2 separate regions of the Macaca mulatta genome follow, and region 2 is linked to region 1. The links are chromatin contacts, called in public Hi-C maps. All regions are on one chromosome and are shown on one strand. The core of a region is the stretch at or near the end of the contact, and the rest is flanking DNA. Distances in the headings are between cores, read along the strand shown.

What was found. A called contact is a pair of places that touch in the nucleus more often than the background predicts.
Region 2: a contact with region 1 is called in a Hi-C map of fetal cortex germinal zone, with 2.7 times the contacts expected there. The contact joins the promoter of KIF20B here to the promoter of PANK1 in region 1. A contact is called at or near these places in 3 of 14 Hi-C or Micro-C datasets (CD4 T cells, fetal cortex germinal zone and liver).

Annotation. Positions count from the first base shown.
Region 1 is chr9:101,695,347-101,701,776 of T2T-MMU8v2.0, reverse strand. PANK1 (pantothenate kinase 1) reads left to right here and starts at 3,982. Exons shown (of 7, transcript XM_077946746.1): 1 at 3,982-4,089. LOC144331166 (a long non-coding RNA gene) reads right to left here and starts at 688. Exons shown (of 3, transcript XR_013398119.1): 1 at 613-688; 2 at 324-464.
Region 2 is chr9:101,751,695-101,758,124 of T2T-MMU8v2.0, reverse strand. KIF20B (kinesin family member 20B) reads right to left here and starts at 3,691. Exons shown (of 33, transcript XM_015147654.3): 1 at 3,597-3,691; 2 at 1-44. The coding sequence starts at 43. LOC144331446 reads left to right here and starts at 2,132. Exons shown (of 4, transcript XM_077947982.1): 1 at 2,132-2,247; 2 at 3,552-4,173; 3 at 5,604-5,731. The coding sequence starts at 2,132. The coding sequence ends at 5,672.

The DNA.
Region 1 (6,430 bases), core at 2,733-5,232:
ACCTGTCCTGTGGCCCCTCCCAGAGGCAGACTCAGCACACATGCAGCAGGACCATTTTCCACACTCCTATGATTGCATCCCCAGCCAATCAGCAGCACTCCATTCCCTGGTCTGCCAAACTATCCTTGAAAAACCACAGCCTCTGAATTTTCAGGGAGACTGATTTGAGTAATAAAACCCCAGTCTCCTGTTCAGCTGGCTCTGCGTGAATTAACTCTTTCTCTTTTGCAATTCCCCTGTCTTGATAAACCGGCTGTATCTGGGCAGCAGATAAAATGAGCTTGTTGGTTGGTTACATAAACTTTTCAGCCGTTACTACTTACCTTCTCCCTTCTCAAGCTGCTCTTCAGCCTGTGGAACTCCTGGCAGTTTCCCAAAAATGCCAGGTTGTTTCAAATGCACCCACAGAGTCTTGGCTCCTTCAGTTCTGAGTGGATTCTTTTAAACCTTCTCTCCCTATTCACCTGAAGAGAGGCCAATATTATTCAAAATTCAGTTTAAGGGTCATTTCCTCCCTGAACCCTGTTTTAGCTTCCATCTCAGCACCACTCCCCCACAATCCCCCACCCCTGACTCTGTCATTGCTCACTCTCTGGGGTCTTCTGGAGTTACCTCCCGCAGTATAGACGGCATACTTTGCTTCCTTCATTGTTTCTCCAAACCGTGATGATCATCTGCCTCAAATCCCCTGGTTTTGAAAAAGTTATTTTTTTAATTTAAAAAATGTTTATTATCATCATCGTTATCATCGTCATCACCTATTGATGAATCAGTCTATGGAACTGGACCCAGAATCTGTGCTTACAAAATATCCTGGGTTGCAAGTTACACTGCATGTTCATTTTTTGCAAAATACCTTGAGCTTTATAAGATATGCATACTTTTCTGTATGTATGTCAGTTTTAATACAAAGTTAAAAAGGAAAAATTCCCTAGGTTATTCTTACATAACACTGATGCTGGAGAATCACTGACTTTTCTCTCTCTACTGAATTGTAAGCTTTTTGAGGGCAGTGAAGCCACCTATCTTGTCTTTGTATTCCCAGCATGTTTTAGTGCCTACAACATAGTACACACAGTAAATGATTAATAAATAAATGAATAAGACCCAAGGGAGTGCGCTGGTTTGTGGGTTCCCTTCTCCCTCACTCTCTTCCAAACATTTGTTGCATGCCCCTCTTAGAGCACATGACAGCTCACGCCCCAAAGTTACACCTCCTACACACACCCCTGAATAAACCTGTGAGATGCCACCTGGCTTCTTCCCTACCATACGCTGGGTGTAACTGATCCAAGCACCCAGCCTGACAAGGGTAGGAGAAAGGAAGCAGGTGGAGGACGTTCTGTCCCAGTACCAGTACTTTTGCCCTGCCTGGGTCTGAGCCACCTGGCTCAGGCCTTCCTCAGCAGGCCTGGGAATCAAGCTGGAAAAAATATGTCCTTGGAGATATTGCAATGCTAAAGCTTCTATTTGCATCTCTGATGTAAGTTGCCTCCTAAGCCACTCAGTTCAATTACGTGGGAATTTGAAAATGATATATTTGAATATTTAGGAGTGACTGGTGATTTTTAGCAAATTTACAGTAGAAAGTGAGGGGGACTCTGTGTGAAATATCATCTAAGTCAGGGTTGTCCAATCTTTTGGCTTCCATTGGTCACATTGGAAGAGGAAGAACTGTCTTGGGCCACACACAAAATACACGAACACTAATGATAGCTAATGAGCCAACTAAAAAAAAAGTTGCAAAAATAAATCTCATGTTTATGAATTTGTGTTGGGCCGTATTGAAAGCCGTCCTGAGCCGCATGCAGCCTGTGGGCCATGGGCTAGACGAGCTTGATATAAGTCATTTATCCAGTCACCAAGTGCCTTCTAGGGACAGAGTGATGAACAAGTCATCTGCCTTAAAGACACTTACAGTGAAGTGGGGTGAGATGGGCAATCAAATAATAATAATGTCTAACTTTTCCTAGCACTTACAATGTACTGGACACTTTACATATGTTAACCTTAAATAATGAGATTTAGAGAATATGATTAACTATGAAGTTTGAGTGCAAAGCTTGAGGATAGCCACCTGGAAACACTAACTCCAAATGAGTGGGATCAGTGCTCCAAAGTGGAGAAGTTAAGATTTCACTTATACCGGCAGAGATGGAGAAGTTCCAGCAGAATTACATTCAACATACAAAACCAATGCATATGCCACAGCGATTTGATTGGTTACAGACTGCTGCATTCCAAGGAAGATTATTACTCTGTTAGGAGAGGCAATGATCCAAGGGATTCATCTCTCTGGCCATGCTTGGTCTTCCTAATTATTTACAAGGAAAAAAGGCAAGGCCAGGCATGGTGGCTCATTCCTATAATTCAATACTTTGGGAGGCTAAGGTGGGAGGATAACTTGAGCCCAGGAGTTGGAGGTTACAGACTGTGCCACTATGCTCCAGCCTGGGTGAAGGAGTGAGACCCTGTCTCAAAAAAAAAAAAGCAGAAGTTGTAGCTGCATAGCCACATTTCTCTCAAGTCTCACAATAAAGTTCCAACAGCTTGAAGTTTGATTTAATTTTACACATGTGTTACGCATTTCATCAGTCTAACAACTCAGTGGTGTCCTATTACTCTCAAGTTACAAATGAGGGAACAGATGCATTGTATAGTTACAAACTGATAAGGAGTCATAAAGGGAGTACAAGGAGTAGGAAGAGGATATGGCAGGGAGACCTAACGTAGCCCTAAGGGAGAGGGAACATTCTCTAAATATGAGAAGTTAAACAGGAGATCTAAAGTTGGAGTCTAGTAGACAAAAGAGGTCTTAGAGGAGACCTGCAGGCAGTGGAAACAGTAGAATGTTGTTTAAGGAATTGAAGGCAGCACAGGGAGCCCCTGATGAGACAGGAGAGGTAGGGAGGGGCCAGATCACCTGGGGGTTTTTTTGTCTGTCTTTAAATAGCATAAGGTTAGGGAAGCCAAGAGAGTTGAGATTGAGGGTTTAGTTCCACCTTTGCTCTTAATCTCAGCCATCTATCTGCAGCTCAGTTTCCTGATGTGAAAAAAGTGTGCAAGAGTGGATGGACCAGAGTGCTCCAGTGGCCCCCATGGTTCTGAAGCTCTGATTCTAGGTGAGGCTCTGCTGGAAGGAATTGCCAGATGCAAGCCCTAGATGCTGCTGAATGCACTGAAACCCAGGGGCCCAGCAACCCTAGTAGCCAGCCAGCACTTGCCAGACTCTAACTCCTCTGTAGATTAATTGCAAATCATGGAGAATATCACAAAATAAATCACACAATAAATACGGCTGTAAGCATGGTTTGTTCCCCTCCGTCGAAACAAAGGGCGAACTGCTTAATCATAACAGCATAATAAGGAAAACTAGCTTTCTGAGCATTTACTATGTGCCAGGATTGTACCAGGTACTTTTAGTAGGTTTTCTCACAACAGCCTCCTGTTATGGATAGGAAAGTGAGGCCTCAAGAGATTGCATAACTTTGGGAAGGTACTCACCACTCAAATTAGTCCTGCATACTGAGCATGGACAGTCCCGTTTCCTATTGCCAGAAGTGTTACCTTGAGCAATAACGTTATCTGGGTTTGCTCAGTGGCCGAGTTGTAATTTGAACCCACTGCTGACTCCAAAGCTCATGGTGTTGGTCACCACGTGATGCCTTCTTAGAAGAGGCAACTCCTTACTCTATAAATAACATGACATTGTCTTTTGAAGTCCTTCCTGGGTGAGGAAAGTGCTTTTTATAGCATGGAATTGCTCCTGTTTATTTGGTCTCTTTCAGCACCGATTAATCCTGCCTACAGTTTTGTCCTTCACTGTCCTTACACTGTATTCCTAGGTTTCCTCCCTGCAAAAGATAACTCCATGAAACCACATGGTGTTTGTGTGTGTGTGTGCCAGCAAAGAAATTTCACTCCCCTCCCTCCCCAAGTCTGCCTACTTTTCTATAAATAATTGTTCTCCTCCCGCCCCTCAGGCCTCTAAGTAGTTTGGTCACTTAACCAAACGCACAGGCACACACGCGCGCGCGCGTAAGCACACACTCACAAAGCGGGGAGGATAACGTGAATGACCTTGCAAAGGTATCTTGCCCACTGGGGACAGGATTAGCAAACCTGAAACCTCTGCAAATATTTGTCTTCCTCCCGTATTCCTCCTGAAGCGGTTCGCTCCTCTCGCTGTCTCTCCCAGACCCCTCTCGTTTTCACTCCGCCATACAAAGCCCAACCCGCCCATCTCCTCTCTGCAAGCCCAGAGAACTTGATTCCCCATGTTGAAACTCGTCGGTGGCGGTGGCGGGCAGGACTGGGCATGCTCAGTGGCGGGGACCAGTCTGGGAGGCGAGGAAGCCGCGTTTGAAGTCGCGCGGCCCGGGGATCGGGGGAAGGCGGGCGGCGGGAGCCCCGGCTGGGGGTGCGCGGGGATCCCCGATTCCGAGCCCTGGGCTGGCGTGCTCCAGGCCGGCGTCGTGGGGCCGGCGCGCTGGGGGCAGGGCGCGGAGGAGGTGGGGGAGTCGGCAGGAGGAGGGGAGGAGCGCCGGGTTCGCCATCCCCAGGCGCCGGCTCTGCGGCTGCCGAATCGGAAGCCGCAGGGAGGATCCGGGGAAATAAAGACGCCCGAGAATGACCTCCAGCGAGGCCGCCTGAGCCGGGGCCCGCGCGCAGCCCCGCCAGCACCCGGCATGGGCGACCGCGGCGGGCAGCCGGAGCGCTCGGCCCCGCACTCCCCTGGGGCCCCCGTGGGCACCAGCGCCGCCGCTGTGAACGGGCTGCTGCACAACGGCTTCCATCCGCCGCCAGTCCAGCCGCCGCTCGTCTGCAGCCGGGGTCCCGTGGGCGGCAACGACGCAGTGCCCCAGCGCCTCCCGCTCCTACCGGAGCTCCAGCCGCAGCCACTGCTCCCTCAGCATGATTCCCCGGCCAAGAAATGCCGGCTGCGGAGGAGGATGGACTCGGGGAGAAAGAACAGGCCGCGTAAGTCCCGCTGGGAGGGGAGCGCGGGCGCAAGGCAGACGCAGCGTGCGGGGCCCGGGACTGGGAGCGGCTGGATCAGACGCCGCAGCACGTCCCGTGCGCCCCCGCGTCTGCGGTCGAGGGACTGCACAGAGTGGGTTCCTGGGACTCATTCTTTTCCCAGGGGGCATCAAGCACTACAGGTCGTTGCCTGAGCCTGCCTTTTGCTCGCTTCTATCCGTAGAATGGGGCGATTGGACATGGAGCTTGAGCGGGTCCCTAGATCAAGGATCTATAATAGGCGAACGCTCTCTGTCCGCCCTTCTAACTGGTGGCTGGGAAAAGCATGTGTGTGAACGTTTGCTGGGGTCCAGGAGTGAGGATAAAGTGGGCGGCACACCGAGGGTGCCCTCTCCTTTCTCACCCCTCTTGCTTCTTTGAGCGCGTCCTGCTGGGGTTGCCTGCCCTTTGAATCACAGAGTAGCCGGCAGCGTCTCGGGTCTATTGGAAAGCGCAAGTCTGGAGGCGTGGAGTTTAACAACCCCCAAAATCACAGCCTATTAGACGCTGTTTCTTCACAGCCAATGAGAGGGCTTTTTGGGAGGGACACACCTACTGATACCATGTGGGCCGGAACTATGTGGACCAATGAAGATTGGAGGTGGATTTTTTTTTTCAAAGGGAGGAGGTTGAGTTGAGGGTTTGTAATTGTAATGTACACCGCAGAAAGCCGAAGTGCATTATTTCACAATCTAAAGCTTGTATATATAATGGTAGTTTGTAAAGTGTACCTTCCCCACAGGACGTTGTGGGATGTAAATTTGTAGGTCGAGTTTACAGCTGGTTTTTCTTAGCTGAACCTCATTCAACTGGTTACTTCTTTGTGGGTATCTTTAATGAAGCTTATAAATGGCAAAAATCAAAGTAAGTACAGTAAATGCTAATAAATGACTGCATTTGAGCACACACCTTTTGCATAGAGGTTATGCTGTTCGATATAGGGAAATTGTTAAGTAGGTTTTGGATTTCTGTAAAAGTTTAATGTTTGGCAAATAACACCTTCACTTTTCCCTGTTTCTATGTCTTTTTGACTCTTAACTTTTCTGCATTGGATTAAGGTTTCTAAGACCTTGGAAAGGACTTTGACATGACTGTGGGTGACTCTGGTACTTGTATCTTGTGGGTTTGAAATGTTAAGTTTGTAGGTTAAGATTTTGTGTGGAACTTTGAAGCCAAACAGCAGATTTGGCTAAGGTTGTAAGGTGTAAGGTTGTAATCTAGCACCTGAATTTTTATTTGCTTTTGTTTTTGATACTTGTTAGAAAATGACTTTCATTCGTATTAATATTTTAAAAGTCAGGACTTAATATTGATTACTTGTGGTTTATAAACCTGTTTTACTTATTTTGAAGCTACATTTCAGTTATTTCTCTGATCTACATTGACAGATTGTACTAGAGTTTGCAATGAA
Region 2 (6,430 bases), core at 2,442-4,941, 57 kb before region 1:
AAGATGGTCGAGGTACTCCCTCTTGATTAAAATTAGATTCCATTCTGCAAGAATAACAGTAACTTCTTTAATAACATTAGTAAGTCAGCATATAAACCACCCACACTTTCAAAAGTCTAGCCCACTACTTCCTTCCAAATAACTAGATTTTAGAAAAGAAAAGCATTACATTTCTTCATTTATAACACAATAGCCTACAGGAAAGACAAAAGATCAAATTATATTTACAGACTCTGAATCTAATAATACTGAACACAGCCTACTATTTTCATATAATATCCATTCAAAGAGGTTTCATGAGTACAGGTAATCTGTAAAGATGGTATAAAACGTTTACTCTCTCCCTGAAATCCTCTCAAAACTCAAATAGTAAGGAGATCACAGAGTAAATTATAACCTTGTGTTCTCTACTTAGTGACTCCTGTAGAATGTTACTTACAGACTTTCTTTTAGCATTTAGAAGTTAAAACTCAGTTATCTGGGCCTGGCGTGGTGGCTCACGCCTGTAATCCCAGCACTTTGGGAGGCCAAGGGGGTGGGGGTGGATCACAAGGCCAGGAGTTCAAGACCAGCCTAGCCAAGATGGTGAAACCCCATCTCTACTAAAAATACAAAATAATTAGCCAGCCGTGGTGCCGGGCGCCTGTAATCCCAGCTACTCGAGAGGCTGAGGCAGAGAATTCCTTGAACCCCAGATGTGGAGGTTACAGTGAGTCGAGATCGCGCCACTGCACTCAAGCCTGGGCGACAGAGAGAGACTCTGCCAAGGGGAAAAAAAAAAAACACTCAGCTATCTGAAAAATTACTTTCAATTTCAAATTCAGGTAAAAAGTAAAATAATATATGTAAACACATTCAAAACAGTACCTGACACATCACAGGTTTTAAGTTAAATAGGAATAATGCATCAGTAAACTATTACAATTGAATTAAACATAAAATCACTAAACTAAAAGGTAAACTTAAGGATAACATTAACTAAAAAATACTAACATTCTAATATTTACTGAGAATCTACTAGATGTACAATACCAGAGAGAGGGGGAGGACTCTGAGCTGTTTTTTGACAAGATTATAAAATATCCACATCAGTGACTCCCAAACTAAGGTCCCTAGCTCAAGAAAGTAGTAACGAGCAAAACCCACAGGTATTATACAAAATGAACCAAAGATGGCCCTTGCATGACGGCCCTAAATTGTATACTTCTTCACAGCTGGTAGGGATCTGAGCTCAAACGCCCACTGGATCAAAGACCATAAATGTTTAAAATAAAAATTAAAAAGCCTATGGCCGGGAGCAGAGGCTCACGCCTGTAATCCCAGCACTTTGGGAGGCCAAGGCAGGTGGATCACAAGGTCAGGAGATCGAGACCATCCTGGCCAACATGGTGAAACCCCATCTCTACTAAAAATACAAAAAAATTAGCCGGGTGTGGTGGCGTGCGCCTGAAGTCCCAGCTACTAAGGAGGGTGAGGCAGGAGAATCACTTGAACCCAGGAGGTAGAGGTTGCAGTGAGCCAAGATCGTGCCACTGCACTCCAGCCTGACAACAGAGCAAGACTCTGTCTCAAAAAAAAAAAAAAAAAAAAGCCTGCTGGGGTGCCAAACTCAAATTCTGAAGCATCCATTTACTTTCAATATGGCCCAAAATAAGCATATTTTTAGCCATTTAGAACCTGCCAGGTTTGAACGCCCCATGAAACTGCACCCAACATTTGCCAGACACATAAAACCTGGGATTATCAAGACCCCCAAGCTGCTGCTGCCCTTGAGAGTTCTATGATCTAGAGACTCTCCACTGTGCAACATCACTTAGACATGTAAGCCCCTCTATGATTCTTTCCTCCCCACTCCCCATCCCCCTTGCCCTCTTTCCCCTCTGGATGGTGGCCCCTCACCCTGGTCTAGAAAACGTCCCATACTGAGAGGGATTTCCTTTGCCTACAATTCTGTCAAAGTCCTTGTTTATTCCTGTCACCTTGTTGACAATCTTTTTCCTTGATCAGGCTGAAATTCCTAAACGTATCACAAGAACGTGGCTGGATTTTTTCCCCTAAATTGCAAAAGGACTAAGGAAAGCACCGATCTAGATCATGGGGAAAGGGGTGCAGAGCGGGGAGCATTTGCAAAATGTCAAAGTACCGGCTTGACATTTCAAAACACAGAGTTCATGGAAATGCCCAGAAAACTAAAAAACATCTGTGGTTTCAAGAATATTCCTGTGTACGAAAAGCAGTTATAATAAAGTATTTGTTCATATGCTCATTTTTCAATGAACAAACTACTTCCTAGCATTTCTAAAAGTGTTGAGATGTAACTTCTTGCAATTTTATATGACTACTACTTATACATGGCCTACCCAACTAAACTGGAAACTTCTTGATGGCAAGAACCTTATCTTATACCACTCTGTAGCCCCTACAACAAATTCAGTGACTTATGTAGGGATAAAGACTCCCTGACTAATGACTTAAAATAATGGTTATAAAGAAAAAACTCTTCTCCCCTCCCCCCCCAAAAAATCGGTCCTAATCTGCAATACTATATTTCGTGACAGCAGGCTTCAAGACCTCATTTTTCATTTCAAAAGGCTGCTCTGACTGGAAAACTGCATCTTTATTTATCTTCTCTCCAATAAGAATTCGCAATTGGAGACTTTAGTGAAAAATAGTAGAATCTGTTACTGAATGAGGTTTCTAAATGTGGTCTACAACACACAGCCTCAAAAAGTCTTCACAACTAACTGATGAGTATTTTACGTTATTTTACAATTTAAAATCTGGAGTCTTGGACATGTAATAAAACACATACACTGTTACACTACCTAACCCATAAGGCATGAACTTGTGTAAACTAGTACTTTAGCAAAAAATATTAGAGAATTGTGCCAGACAGGCATCACTGAACCAGGAAGCGAATCGAGATGGAGAAAGCCTTCTAAACTGAGAAATAACAGCAGTCACTGTGCCACGAACTCTTCAGCCTGGCACTGCAAAACCCTAGAAGGGCAAGCCTCAAGCACCAGTAGGAGTAGTCTGGAAATAAGTGCACAGAGGCCACCACACGGCTCCCCCCGCAAAAAGGCCGTGTTACCTACCTGCCGAGCAAACTGCTCACCTCAGAGCTTCAGAAAACTAGCTGCGGCAAAAGAGGCCTGTTTCTCAACAACAGAAGCAACAACAATAATAACATTAATGACTGCAAACATTTAGTAACTACTGTGTGCCAGCACTAACAACTTTACACATTACCATTTAATCTTCACAAAAGCCGAAAGAAATCGATACTTTATTGCCGCCTTTTAACCGATAAGAAAACTAAGATACAGAGAGAGTAAATGAATTGTCTTGCGTCACTCAACTAATAAGCACTGGAGGCGAGATTTAAACCCTAACCGAAATAGTATGACTCAATGCTCGCTGCGTACCTGGTGTTCCCATCACTCCGCAACCCAGTTCCTGACAGTAACCTCCACGGGGGTACGAGCACTGTCGGAACATGTCCACATTGCCAAAGCCGTTTCCCCACCTTAGGCCCCATAAATATGTAGTCACCCACCTCCTTCCCTACACCTTCCCCCGGGCCACCTTCTCACCTGCAAACGTCGCCTGGTTAGCCGGACCCGCGAGAAGCACTGCGATGTTAGCGTTTTCAAATTCAAACAATGGCGGCCAGGGCACCGCACTGAACGCTGGGAGTGGGTGTGGCGTCCGGAGCTCCGCCAGGGAGCGCCGCCGGCTGGCGCTGCGGACTTTCTAGTGGCTCCCGGAAGAAGCTCTCCAATGTGGGGGCGGGTCTTGAAAAGCGGGCAGCCAAAGAGCGGAAGCAGGCGTGGGAAGCCCGGGTGCCGACGGTCTCGTTTACCTAGCAGCTCGGCTAGTCGGGCACTAGTAGTGTGCTTCCTCGCGGCTGTCGTTAAGTCCCACGCTGTTGACTGTGACACCGATCTCCGATTCTGTCCTCGAGGCACTAAAGATGTGGCGAAGGCCCGAAGTGAGGCCGCTGCCACTGCACTTAGTCCTGCGACTCCCCAAGGACTGGCCGAGGAATGGAGGGCTAGCCACTTCCCAGTCCTGTCCCTACGGGATCTGAAAAGACTCGGCATCCCGGGGTCCGGAGGGTCACTTCCCTCGCTGCATCCCCATTGTGCAACTGCCAGTCTCAAAATTGATGTAGGTAAGCTTATGAATGTTAAAACTAATGAATGCAAGATGCTAAAACAAAACATTAACTGAAAGGTTGTCGGGGAAGAGGATGTTAGTATCTCAAAGAATTTCACCCTACAGATCATTTATTATAAAGGGAAAATAGAATTTTACACTGAAGGGATTTATTAGGCATACCTTAACCAAGTGAAGATACTTAGCACCGCTAATAGCACCTGATACTATTTGTACTAGAAATGTTTGACATGAATCTAATCATGAGGAAACAATCAGAAAAAAACAATGTAGAACATTCTACAAGACAAAAGGCCTAGGCTCTTCTTCAGAAGTGTCAGTGTCATGACAGGAAAAAGAAAAAAACGAAGTGGAAAATTGCTTTAGTCGAGAGTCAAAAGAAACCAAATGAAATCTGTGAATCTTAGTTGGTTTATAGATTTAAAAAAAAATGCGAAATACATTTGTGGACAATTGGGGAAATTTAAATATGAACTACATATTAGATGAATCAGTTTTAAATTGGTTGCATGTGAGAATGAATTTGTGGTTAAGTGGAAGAATGCCTTTGTTTTTGGAAGGCGCTGGCGCTTGCTAAAGTAGTTAGCAAAGTGTCACAGTGTTTGCAGCTTACTTTCAAAAGATATGGCAAAAAAATAAAATAGAGAAAGCAAATGTGGCAAAATAATAGTAATTGGTGAATCTAGGTGAAGGGTATAATGGTGTACATCGTACTAGTCTTGCAACTTTCTAAAATAACTGAGATTTTCTAAAATAAGAGGAGGGGGAAAAAGGAATAAAATTCTGATCTTTACCATGGCCTCCCAGGCCCTGCACAATCAGGTGTCAGCCAACCTCACTGCCCACTAACTGTACAGTAAGGTGATCTGCTCTGGATACCTCAAACACAACTTCTTTCCAGCATGTATGAACCTTTGCATGGATTATTCCCTCTTCCTGAATTCTCTCTTCGCCATTCAACACGTGGCACTTCCCTTTATCCTTTAGATTACATCTAAAATAGTACCTTCTTAAAGAAGACTTTCCTGACTACTGTATCTCAAGTGAGCACTCTTTTTTTATTTGCAGGTTCAATTTCATTTTTATACTTTTTACAACTAGCAATTGTTGTTTTTCCCCTGCCCCATAAAATGTAAGTTCTGTGAGTAGAAGAACTGTGTTTTGTTTGGTCACTAATGTATCCTCAATGACTGTAACACAAGACAAGCAAATCAATCTTTGTTGAACAATGAATGAAGGCTTATGTGGCTGGGTAGAGACCATGGGGAGGAGTCGGGGGAGTGAATCTGGAGGCATGGGCGGAGGCCAGACCCTGTGAGTCTTAGCCAAGTTACTGACTTGAGTATTATGAAATGCTTACTGGATAACCGGTTTTAAGCATGGGCATGGTACAATCCAATGTGCGTCTATCTTTTGAAAAGGTTAATCTCCTGGAGAAACTAGAGGCAGCCAAGGAGGATGCTGTTGCAAGAGATTCCAGGAAAAGATAATGATAATGTGGACTTGGAAGATGGCAGAGGAGTTGCAGAAAAGTGACCAGATTTTAGAGGTATTTTTTCCTACGTTTTTCATTTCAGCACCAGCTGCTGGGTTTTTCCCTTAGGGAGATGCAGAGCCAGCTTGATTGGGAAGTGCTTAAGATTTAGTACCCTTTCCAAAGAATTCCATCTGTGCCCTTGAAGTGAATATTAACATAAAATGGAAAATTTGGTAAGTTAAGTTACATCAAAGTGATTTTCTGCCCTGGCCACAGTCTCTACTGTTAGTAATAGCTAACTTCCTTTATGCCTGGTAGTATTCTTAGCACTTTATACTCATTTAATCCTAAGAGTAACTCTGTAAGGCAATTTGTTGTTAACTCCTATTAATAGAAGAGGAAACTGAGGCGTGGAGCTAGTAAGGAAAGAGTAAAGGTATCTACTAAATAGAAATGTTGAAGATTAAATCAGGTAATAGTGTAAAGTATTTATAAAAGTATCTGGCACATGTTAAATAATAACTTGTTTCAATTTATATAACAAACAGTGAGACTGGAATTTGAATCTGGGTGATCTGGTTTTAGAGTCCATGCATTCTTTCTCCTCCCAAAGTTTGGATCCAACACCCCTGGAATTCTCTTAAGAAAATACTAAGTGCTTAACTCCTACTGCAAAGCCATTTCTAGAAGCAAGACTGAAGCAACTCACTTTTCAATCCCAAAATAATACTTTTGAGGATGTATTAATCACAAAGGTTTAAATAACAAGTT